Regions from separate parts of the Gossypium arboreum genome. Here region 1 is linked to region 2. A link is a contact called in public Hi-C data. All regions are on one chromosome and are shown on one strand. The core of a region is the stretch at or near the end of the contact, and the rest is flanking DNA. Distances in the headings are between cores, read along the strand shown.

What was found. A called contact is a pair of places that touch in the nucleus more often than the background predicts.
Region 1: a contact with region 2 is called in a Hi-C map of leaf, with 4 times the contacts expected there. The contact joins the promoter of LOC108461589 here to the promoter of LOC108461681 in region 2. A contact is called at or near these places in 2 of 5 Hi-C or Micro-C datasets (both in leaf).

The regions. Positions count from the first base shown.
Region 1 is chr2:52,200,368-52,206,264 of ASM2569848v2, forward strand. It overlaps LOC108461589 (protein MITOFERRINLIKE 1, chloroplastic-like), which reads left to right and starts at 4,542. Exons shown (of 1, transcript XM_017761477.2): 1 at 4,542-5,897. The coding sequence starts at 4,669.
Region 2 is chr2:51,933,193-51,939,211 of ASM2569848v2, forward strand. It overlaps LOC108461681 (protein ROH1-like), which reads left to right and starts at 4,712. Exons shown (of 1, transcript XM_017761591.2): 1 at 4,712-6,019. The coding sequence starts at 5,438.

The DNA.
Region 1 (5,897 bases), core at 3,292-5,791, 270 kb after region 2:
CTTACTAAGTTTTATGCTTACTCCCTCTCCTTTTCCATTTTCTTATAGTGCCTCCTATCCAGCTCAAGGATCAACGGAAGTCAGATATATCAATCACACTATTAATCGAAGCTTTCGGTATAATTTGATTTATATTTTTGAATATGGCATGTATGGGGAACTAGACTTATATTTTGTGTCTTTATAAGTTTGGCCAAATATGTTGGTTTGGGATAAATCCCTCATTTTGCATTAAGCCTTGAACGATGGCTAACATTCATTTTGGTTCATATACAAAGATGTTATTTTCATAGATGATTAAAATGCACACATGGAATGTTGTTTATTGTGGCTGAATTGGTTGCACAAGATAGTCTTGTATTGGTTTTGGTTCTTAATGTGTATGCAGTGTAAATAAGGGTGGCAAAGAGGCTTGGTAAATAGCCTTATATTGTCCACACGGTTAGGCACACAGGAGTGTGTCTAGGCCGTGTGTGACGCACGGTCTACCCTATGGGTGTGTGGTCTAACTATGTGTCCCCTGCACATAAAGATTTCAAGTCAGTATGCATGATAGTAAACACACGGGCAGAGACAAGGCCGTGTGTCTCAGCCGTGTGATGGACACGGCCTAGCACACGGGCATATGCCTTGGCCGTATGACATTTTTGGGATGCTAACATCAGAAACAGAATGTCCATGTTTCTATACACGAGCTAGGACAGGGGCGTGTCATGGCCGTATGAAGGACACGGGCCAGGGACACTGGCGTGTGCCAGGCCGTGTGAAAACCCCTGTAGGTGTGCATTTAGAATTAATTCAACACGGGTGGAGGACACGGGCGTGTCCATGAATTGTTTAGGCCATGTGAGCCACACGGGCCATCAGCATGACCATGTCGAATTTGTCATAAGGGCGTGTGCCCCTGTATCTAGTAATGTTTTTCAGAGTTTGTAGGAAGATCCGAATCATTCCCGAACAGTTTTAATTGACGGTTGGAACTTCATAGTCCTTTGTTATGAGGTCCTTGATAAAGAATTGGAAAAGTTTTAAATTCGACTAAATTATGACGACTAAGAAAAGGGTGTTTATGTGCGACCGATTTAGGGAACACCTCGTATTTCGTCCCGGCGTAGGGTACGGGTGTGGGGTGTTACACCTTTATTCTCCGTCTTTACAGATAACCCACCAAGTTATGATGCGGACATGGTATTTTGAAGGGCTCAGTTTTGTTTTGTCTATTAAATATTTTAGATTTATTATTTCAAATTTTTCGTTATTGAGAAATTGTAATGTTTTATTTAAATTGCGTCATAGGACTTAAGTTTCTTTTAAGGATTATTCAACATGCATGACCTTTAAATTTTGATTAGGTTATTAAAATTAGGGTATTTAATTATATATGCACGAAATAAGACTTCTATTAAAACATAAATAGATATCACTTTTACGCTACTAAATTTATAATTAGATTTTTTAGTAATAAATAATTCGGAAATCAACTAAGTTTTCTTCTAAAAATAAACAAATGTTTTTAAATGATTGTTTTATAAACCCCGATCGCTACTAGGTCATTTCGGAAGCCGATGTAATCTCTCATTTGGGCCTATCGTCTAGGCCGTGTTGGGGAGGTTACAATTTAAGTCACTATTTCATGGTTATATGCTGTCCATTTTGTGTGAATAATGAGGTTGTTCAATGCAATCTTAATGGTGTCTGAATAGTGTTAAATGTTGTCCAATTTGTGAGAGCAATGAGGCTACCCAAATTGGCTTAAAGATGTGGTTTGTTTGAGCAAATTATGGTTGTTCATATTAGGTTTAATTTTAACCATTGGATGTGTGTAATGAGATCTAACTGATGATTTTAAGGCTAAAAATTTAGTGAATAATGAGGCTGTTTGAATGGTGATGAAATGATGTTTGTTTTGGACATAACAATGCTATCCCATATGTATAAACATGGTTGTCCATTTTGTGTATAATGGAGTGGTCTGATTAAATGTATTAAAATATAGTTCAAAATTTCATGTTTAATTATTTTTCAAAAAATATATATTAAATTGCCCATTATCTAAAAATAAATATTAAGTTGTTGCTTAAAAGTGCATGGCTAGAAGTCAACTGAATTAATGCATTTAATTGCTAATCGGATTGCATGTTTGGCTGCAGTCTGAATTGGTATCTTAATGGTTTTAAATATGTATTTTTATACTAACCCAATGTTAATTAATGAATGTTGTCTTAATGGCTTCAAATGTTCATTATTATGTTGTTCAAATGCTAAAACCTAATGTTGTTCGCACGATGATTTACAACAATTATTTTTACGTCATTGTGTCTTAACTAAGCTGTAAATGTGTTTGATTGTGCCTTGCATTGTTGGAGTTTTTGTGGTCCAATGAAGGACATATTAATTTTGGTTTACTGCCTAATGTCATATGATATTGATGTCTACATTATCCAAGTTAAGTCAAATGTGAGAAAGTTAATATGTTATATTTATATTTAAATTGTTATGTATTTAAATTATGAGTCATGTGTATATAAATGAGTTGTAATGTGTTTAAAGTGTGAAATAGTATTGCTGACTAAGGTTGGGTTATTATTAAATAAGTGAAAAGAATATATTGATAGCATACTAAAAATGTCACGAGTTGATAAAGTAAGTGTTTGGATATAGGGTTGATTTGTTTTAGTTATAATTGAAGTGCTTGCAATTATAAGAATATTGATATGTTTATATAAATGGAATTGAAGTAGGGAAGAATTGTTATGAGATTTAGGCACTTAACATGCTCAAATTGAAAATGTATAGCTAACTAACTTTTAAGTACTAAGTACGTGGTAGATATATATATGTAGATATACATGTTTTACTTGGGGATAGTATTGGTTATATTAATATTACATGCTTAAGTTATGGAATTACTACTGAGTACTTAGTGTATGGTTTGTTATTGGTAATATCAAGAATGTTGGGTCGTTTCACTCTTATTTATTATTGGCAAGTACTTAATGGGTTAGGTTTTGCAGTATTTTATAATATTATAATTCGACGTTAATCTCATAGTCTAGTACTAATATATATATGGTTGATCGGGTGTATGCTATTAGATGCATATATAAATGAAACTCGTATTTACTTAAGTATGTCAAAGGAATGTAAATTTGTTGATGTTTTCATTAATTGAAAATTTTAGTTGTGAATTTTTCGTAGTTGCTTCGACAACGGTTGTGACACTGTAGCTCGAACCTGGTAATCAGGTCGAGTATAAGGTATTACAACAGTACAAAACAATATGATGATGTATAAAAGATTACGGTGGATATAAAAAATCATAAAGGTATACCAATTGTTAAGAGAAAATATCCAAAATCATAAAAGTGTACCAAAAAATTATGTTGAAGTACAAAAACTATGAGGGCATATCGATTTTTATAAGGAAATACAAAAAAATTATGAGAAATATTTTGTTATTAACTTGTAACTTTAATTGGTAAAACTTACTCTAAGCTTTTCTTAGTGAGCTCATGGTAGAGCTCGAACATGAAATAAGGTTGTTCGAATTGGATTGTATCGATTATTGGTCTGAGTATTAGTTTAAAGAAATATTCTGAATCGATTGATTCGAGAACTGATATCGACTGATTGAACCGAACAAAAAAATCAATTCTATCATATTTTTATTTTTATAAAATATTTAATAATTTATTTAATCAAATAATATTTATTAATAAATCAATTAAACTAATAAATTCGTTCTTTTACCAATTCGACCGGTAGTCCCATCCACATAACCTTGTCTGGAAAATGACTTCTGGGAAATTATTTACTTTTCTGGAAAAGCTAATATTTTTTTGTGTTTAGATGAATCTGTGTAAAATATTTTTTGTTGTTTGGTAGATTTCTTAAAAATATTTCATAAAATTATTTTCAATGAAACAAACATACATTTGAGATTTTTTCATTGTTTAATTGAATTTATTTTATCTATAATCTTATATTTTACATTGTTTTTGCATATATTAAAATATTATCTTAATTTCAGGTTCATTATAACGTCTTTTTTAATTACATAACTACCAAGTGAGTATTTTTATTTAAAATGTGACATCAACAAAATTGACAAAAAAATTTAACGATATCAACAATTGAACTTGATTTTCAAATTTGAAAAGTAAAATGACTAAATTATTGAAAATAAAAGTACAAAGACTAAATTGTAAATGACTTATAACATATTTTAGCATTTATACTACAAAAATTTATTATTAATATATTTATAATTGTAATAAATATTTATTATTAAAATATTAATATTGAATTTTTCAATAATATGTGAATAATAATATCTAAAATTATTGTTTTAAAATTTATTATTAAAATAAAATGAAAATATTAAATAATTTATTATTTTAATATATTATATTTATTATATTAATAATTTATTATGTCACTAAATATAAATAATTAAATATATATGTTTAATAATATTTAAAAATATAATATTTTAATAATTTTAAATATTTTTAAAAATAAAAATAAAATTTATTACTGTGAATAAACGACATCTATTTGATCATCCATCAATGAGTGGTTAAAACTTCAAACTCCAAACCGATTGAAACAGTCGGTGAAAGAAAATTGCAAGGCAAAAACAAACCAGAGCAACATAAAGCTTTAGCAATGGAGGCGAGACTCTCTGCATCTTTGGGTCTCCCTTCTTCTGACTTAAATCATCCGCCAGTCAACACCGACTTCGGTTACCTTTACAGCCATTTCATCACTCTCACTTCATCCCCGAAAAATACTCAAAAACCCCTCAAACCTCACCTACATCACCTCTCCTTTGCCTCTGCCTCCATTTCTGGAGGTCCTCAACCTGGAAAACCCACCAAGTTTCGTATTCCGCTCCCTTTTTCCAATTTAACTGAATCCCAGCAACCCAAATCGCCTAAATTCCCCAAATGGCTAGAACCCAGATCGAGAAACAGCTCCAAAGCCCAAATCCTTATGAAAAACTTATCTGTCTTCGAAAGAGCTCTAATCGGTGCAGGTGGTGGTGGAATTGCCGGTGCATTTACTTACGTATGCCTTCTCCCACTCGATACCATCAAAACCAAAATGCAGACAAAGGGTGCTTCCGAGATTTATGCTAACACCTTTGATGCAGTAGTCAAAACTTTCCAGACGAATGGTATTCTGGGATTTTACCGAGGAGTTTCAGCTGTTATTGTAGGTTCGACGGCTTCTTCAGCTGTTTATTTTGGGACATGTGAATTTGGTAAGTCTTTTTTGTCCAAATTGGAGTATCCGGCTTTGCTTATTCCTCCAACTGCTGGTGCTATGGGAAATATTGTTTCGTCAGCTATAATGGTACCGAAAGAGTTGATTACTCAAAGAATGCAAGCTGGTGCTAAAGGAAGGTCATGGGAAGTCTTGTTGAGAATTTTAGAAAAAGATGGGATTTTGGGTCTTTATGCTGGTTACTCAGCTACTTTGTTGAGGAATTTGCCTGCTGGGGTGTTAAGTTATTCCTCTTTTGAGTATTTAAAAGCTGCGGTTTTGAGAAAGACAAAACAGACTAATTTGGAGCCAATTCAGAGTGTTTGTTGCGGTGCTTTGGCTGGTGCAATTTCAGCTTCTTTGACTACTCCTCTCGATGTGGTGAAAACAAGGTTGATGACTCAGGTTCATGGGAATAAAGTTGCTGCTGCTATGTATGGTGGGGTTAATGCGACAGTGAAGCAGATTTTGAAGGAGGAAGGTTGGATTGGTTTGACTAGTGGACTGGGGCCTAGAGTTGTTCATAGTGCTTGTTTTTCAGCTTTGGGCTATTTTGCATTTGAGACTGCCAGGCTTGCAATTTTGCATCAGTGTTTGAAGCATAAGGAGAAGGAGTTGTCCAAAATCAG
Region 2 (6,019 bases), core at 3,462-5,961:
GACATTGATCATGTGAGGTCTAATGACCTTTTATTGTGAATTTCAATCAATGTGACTGTAACAGCCCGGTTTTAGCTAAGTCAGAACAGTGGTTTTGGAACCACAAATTCGATGTCAAAAAAATTATTTTATTATTATTTTAATATTTACAGCATGATATTAGAGTTGTGTGAAAATTTCGTGAAGAAATTTTATCGTTTAAATACTTAATTTGGTAAAAAGGACTAAAGGCGTAAAATATGAGTCCTATTAGTTAAATGACCCAAATAGTTATAGAACTTTAATGTGGAAGTCCTTATTTGGTAAATGGCCCATTAAAAAGATAGTGGATTTTGATGGCTTGGCATTAGTGTAATTATTAAATTTTATTTTGGTAAATAAGTGATAAAAGACAAAATAAATAAAACTGAAGTAATTTCTCATCTTTATTTCTCTCCTCCACTGAAATTTCAAACAAAAAGGGCAGCCATGGATGAAGCTTCATTCGGCCATGGTGTTTTTGTATGCATGTAGGTATTTTCTACTCGATTTTTAATAATTTTTATGTTTTTTCGGAATCGTTGTTGCTTAATCCATCTAATGAAGGGACTAATTTGCAAAACTATTGAATAGTTTGAGATTTTCCATTGATGATAATGCTAGGGTTTTAAAGTTTTATGGAAGAAAATAAATCCTTGTTGTTAAATAAACAACTTTTGTTAAAGGATTTTTAATGAAATTGTCAAATAGGGGTTAAATTGATAAATGTGAAAATAGTGTGTTAAATATGTGAAATTATGAATTGTATGGGCTGATATGAGCATGTATGATTTTTGTCCAGGCTTGGGTGTGATGAAATTTCATGAATTTTAATTTTACGAGCCTAGGGACTAAATTATTAAAAGGTCAAATGTATAGGGGCAAAACGGTAATTTTTCCATAAGATGAAATTTAATTGAATTGAGTAGAATAATGATCTAATGAGTTGAATTTGATTATTTAGATCAAGTTAAGCCTCGTGCGGGTCTAGATAGAAGGAAAAGCAAAGATTCAGACTAGTCGATCCGTTTCGTCGTTTTAACGATCGAGGTAAGTTCTTATGCAATAAGCATTGTTATATTTATGCTTTTAATGCTTTGATATCATATAAATTGTATATACGTACTATTGTCATGTTTAACGACATATCGGTTAAGAATGGCACTTCGTGTGCTGTTTGAAATAGCTTCGGCTAAATGTGGCACTTGATGTGCGATTTGAGATAGCTTCTATATATATATATATATATATATATATATATATATATATATATATATATGGCACTTAGTGTGCGAAATATTGAGAATAACACTTGGTGTGCGAGATATTGGGTATGGCACTTAGTGCGCGAGACATCGAAGATGCAACGGCATTACGTGTATGTATAAAATGGTAAGGATCGGTACAGGTATGTATGCAAAACTCATGAGAAATGGTTTCGGTTTATGATGCATCTTTGTAACGAAGTAAATAAGCAAGTCATGCCTTTGAGAATGATTTTGTGATGACCTTGTGATTATGGGTCCATGCTTATGTTGTATAAATATGTATTTATACCATGATGGTTGAAATGATTTGTAAAGGTGTTATTAACTTAGTTATCATTATTTACACTAAAACAGTTTTGGACAGCAGCAGTAGTCTGAATTTGAAAATTCACCAAAAATGGTGGAAATCTAATTTGTGGTTGAATAAGATATAAAATTAAATCTTATAGAGTCTATTTTCTTATAAATGAAACGGTGTAAGCAAGAGAATTTTATATTATGAGATATTTGAATATTTGTTAGACTGAGTCAAAATGATTTTGGAATCCCCTGTTCTGATTTGGGAAAATCATTAAAAATTGTAAAAAAACTAATTGTGGGTTATAATTTATATGCTTAAAATCCTTAATGAGTCTATTTTCAAAAGAAAGAAATGGAAACATCATCTGAATTCCATATGAGAAGATAATAAATTTTTAGTAAAGAAAGGTCGAAGCTTTCAAATAGCAGAATAGGGGTAAATTTGAACAATAAACTGTACTTATTGGATAATCCATAAATTCTAAAAATTTTATGGTAGAAATATATATGAGTCTAGTTTCAAGAAAAATTAACGGATCATAATTTAGAAATCTGTAGCTCAAGTTATAAATAATTTAGTGACCGTTACTTGAGTAGACAGCTTGACTGAATCATGTGCAATTATGATTGTGCTACCTTGAAAACATGTTGTTAGAATTTGGAAAAAACATGTTAATAAGTTGCTTATTATTTTCATACGGACTTACTAAGCTATATAGCTTGCTCCCCTTCCTTTCCTATCTCTTATAGGTTTATTCAGCTAGCTCGGGTTGGAGATCAGCGGAGATTCAATCACACTATCAAACTACCATTTGGGGCATAAGTATTCAAGCACTTGAGTTTATGGCATGTATAGGGGCTTAGTCAATTGTGTATGTGTCATTTGATTTGGCCAAATTTATTGGCTTATGCTGATATATTGATTCGTTTTGTATATATAGCCATGAGATGTGGCTTATATTGACTATTTGGGTTGTAATGCCTAATTATATGTACTTGCATGTGCCAAGGGTCATGTGGTGTGATAATGTTATTTAATATGGATGGGTGTGTGGATATGGTTTAGGTGCTTGATAACTGGTTGATTACATAATTGGCATAAGTATGAAATAAGAGAATGGGTTAATGATAGTCATGGCATGAAAGTTTGATAAGTTTAAACTAGGCAAAGTATGGTACCTTATGCATGAATAAATTGATATGAAATCACCATGATCATGACTTGTTTGATGATGTTTAAATGCTCAATTATGCCATGAAAAGTTCCATTAAAATCATGTTTAAGTATGTACAAATGAGGGTGTCAAATGGCTTGGTAAATAGCCACTTTCTTGGCCACACGGGCAGAGACACGGCCGTGTGTCTCAGCCGTGTGGAGGGCACGGCCTAGCACCTGGGCATGTGACTTGGCTGTGTGACTCTATTTTGTTGCTGACGTTATAAATAGAGAGTTACACGGGTTGAGGACACGGGCGTGTCTCGAGCCATACGAGCATGTGTGACCATACGGCCTAACCCACATGGGCGTGTGTGACCACACGGCCTACCTACACGGGCGTGTGACCCTATTTCATGATGAAATTTTCCAAGTTTTCCCAAAAGTTTTCAAAGTTTTTGGTAATCATCTCTGATATGTGTTTAGGGTCTCGTAAGCTCGTTTAAAGGACGTTATACATATGTATGAATGTTTTTAATTTGAATGAAATTTTATGGCCCAATTTTATGTGATTGTGTATATTTAAGTCTGGTAATACCTCGTATCCTGTCCCAGTCTCGGACACGAGTAAGGGGTGTTACAGTGACCCATTTGGGTGTATATTGTTGTAATGAATGCCTATTATGAATGTTTTAAGGCAATATAAGCTTGGTAGAATGGTTAGAATATAATTTACATGCAAATTGGGGTCTCGTATTTATGTTTCAATGGAGTTTAGTATTGGTGTTATTTGAGGTTTGGAATTATGTGATATTTTTTGAGTTCTGTTACGTTACCCCTTGGTTGAGCATTTGTTGAGAATCATTAGACTCTTGTTACCACTTTGGACGCCCTTATGATATATGGAGTTTTGTTGCCTTCAAGTATAGCACCTCGGTGCTCTTTGGTTTATGTGGATTTCCTGTTGTGTTCGAGTCATGTTTTATTAAGATTACAATGGACATTAATTCAAAATGTGATAAGAATTAATAATGAAATGGGAAAAAAGTATGGTTATAAGGTGTATGATCTAAGTAAGCTAAAATGATTTAATATGGTAATAATTTTTAAATATGGGTGGCCTAAGTGAAATTGTTTCTATTAATATTATGGTAAATGAAAATCTTGTATGTCTTAGTAAAGGAAATGAAAATGAAAATGAAATATGTGTGTATAGGAAGCTATGGTTTAAAGGAATATGTGTTAAATTAAACACAATGTGAACCTTTCATGAGAGCTTTAAACAGGAATTTCATAATGTAATTAGTTAACAAACCATGAAAACGTAAGTTGAGCCCTATAAGTTAATTAATTTAAACAAAACTATTAGTAGCACCAAAATGTGGCTTGAATGAATTGGTATGACATGTTTAAGAAAGGCTCAACACTAATAAACGATAGGTCAAGTTCTTTTATCCATAGTTACTTACTAAGTTGATCGAGCTTAAACATTAATGGTTTAAAACGTGTAGGTATAAGACTTGTAGAAAAGTGTAGACTTTGACTTGGGAGCATTGCATCACTGATTGAGATTTTACAGTTTGTAAATTAGTAATTGATTGTTCTTTGCATCAAATTTATGACATGTACATTAAAACATGGTTTGGATTTGAATTTGTGAAACTTTGGTTTGTAATTCAAGCCATTTATGTGTTTTTACTCGAGCTTTATTCCATGATTTACTTCGTAAGTTTAAATGTGATTTGAAATTGGTTTATAATGCTTTGGAGCATATGGAAATGATATAAATATGTTTATGCATGATTTTTAAATGTTTTTAGACTATTTTTCAACTTTAGGGGTCCGAAGTTCGATATCCTAACCTTAGGCATTAATGCCAAGTTTGGTAGAATGTAAAATGCTAATAGGGATTAGGTATCGCTACTTAGACCTTCGGGATTGATAGTCACTGCACTATTTTGATGAGCCCTACGAGGCTCACGCTTGATCTCAAATTCCTTCAATTGCTTATGGAAGGTTTTTAAATAATTTAAGATGATTTTAAAGCCTTCAAACGACCTCGATTTAACTCGAAGAATTTCGAACATTTGTTTTAAAATTTGGACATGTCCCGATTAGTACTTAGTAGCTTGAAATGAATTCTAATCACATTTGATTATTTCTTAAATATTTAGAATTGTTTTAAGAAATTTTATGAAATTATCAAATGATATTTTATTGAAAATCAAGTTTAATTTAAGCTTGAAAGTGCTCCGATAATATCCCTCATTCCTTTTCCAAATTAAAAAAAAAAAAAAATCTTTCTTTCCTTCTCTTCTTGTGTTTTTCCAGAATTCTTATTCAATTGCTTCACTTAGTTCAGTGCCGATCATATAATTAATGTAAAAAGGAATAAGGAACAGCATTTTTTTACTAATTACTTCTGTTGCCTCTCGGTCAGTCTCTTAACGCTTTGTTTCTCCCAACTACCATAAAACGCGGTCCAAAAATCCCCAATAAAATGCCGTCTCCTTGCTAGGGTTTCTACAATTGTCTCATCATCTCATTTCAAATCTCTTCGAACTTGTTCTCTCCCAAATATTCTTCAGTCCAATTTTGAACATATATATACAGTCCAATTAAAATTAAATTCCAAGCCTGAAATTTTCTTTGTTCTTTTTTTTGAGAAATTATATTATCATTGTTCGATGTGAGAATGCCCGCCACGGATTATCAAGGAAGTTCGACACCGTTGAATATTATTGGGCATTCGTTATTATCCATGAAGAGGGATCAGGTACACGCCATGGAGTCGCCAAACGACGGGTCAGCCTCGCACGATTTCGAGCTCGGGTCTTTCCAAAGGCAAGTAGCTGACCGGTTTCACAATTTAGCTTCTGTACCTCCTGATGAATTGCTTTCTCTTCCGTGGGTTCGGAAACTGCTCAATGTTTTTCTTTGTTGTCAAGAGGAGTTTAGGCTTATCCTTTTTAACAACAAAGCTCAAGTGATCAAACCTCCCATGGACCGTCTGATTGCCGAATACTACGAGCGTACAGTTAAGGCGCTTGATGTGTGTAATGCAATTCGCGACGGAATTGAGCAGATCAAGCAATGGCAGAAGCTTCTTGAAATAGTGCTTTGCGCTTTGGGTGATAATAATGGTATTCCTAATAATAATTGTTGTCAGAGAGCCCTAGGAGAAGGGCAATTTCGTCGGGCTAAAAAAGCCTTGATAGATTTAGCAATTGGGATGCTTGATGAGAAAGATTCCGGTCAAGCTTTGTCTCATAGGAAT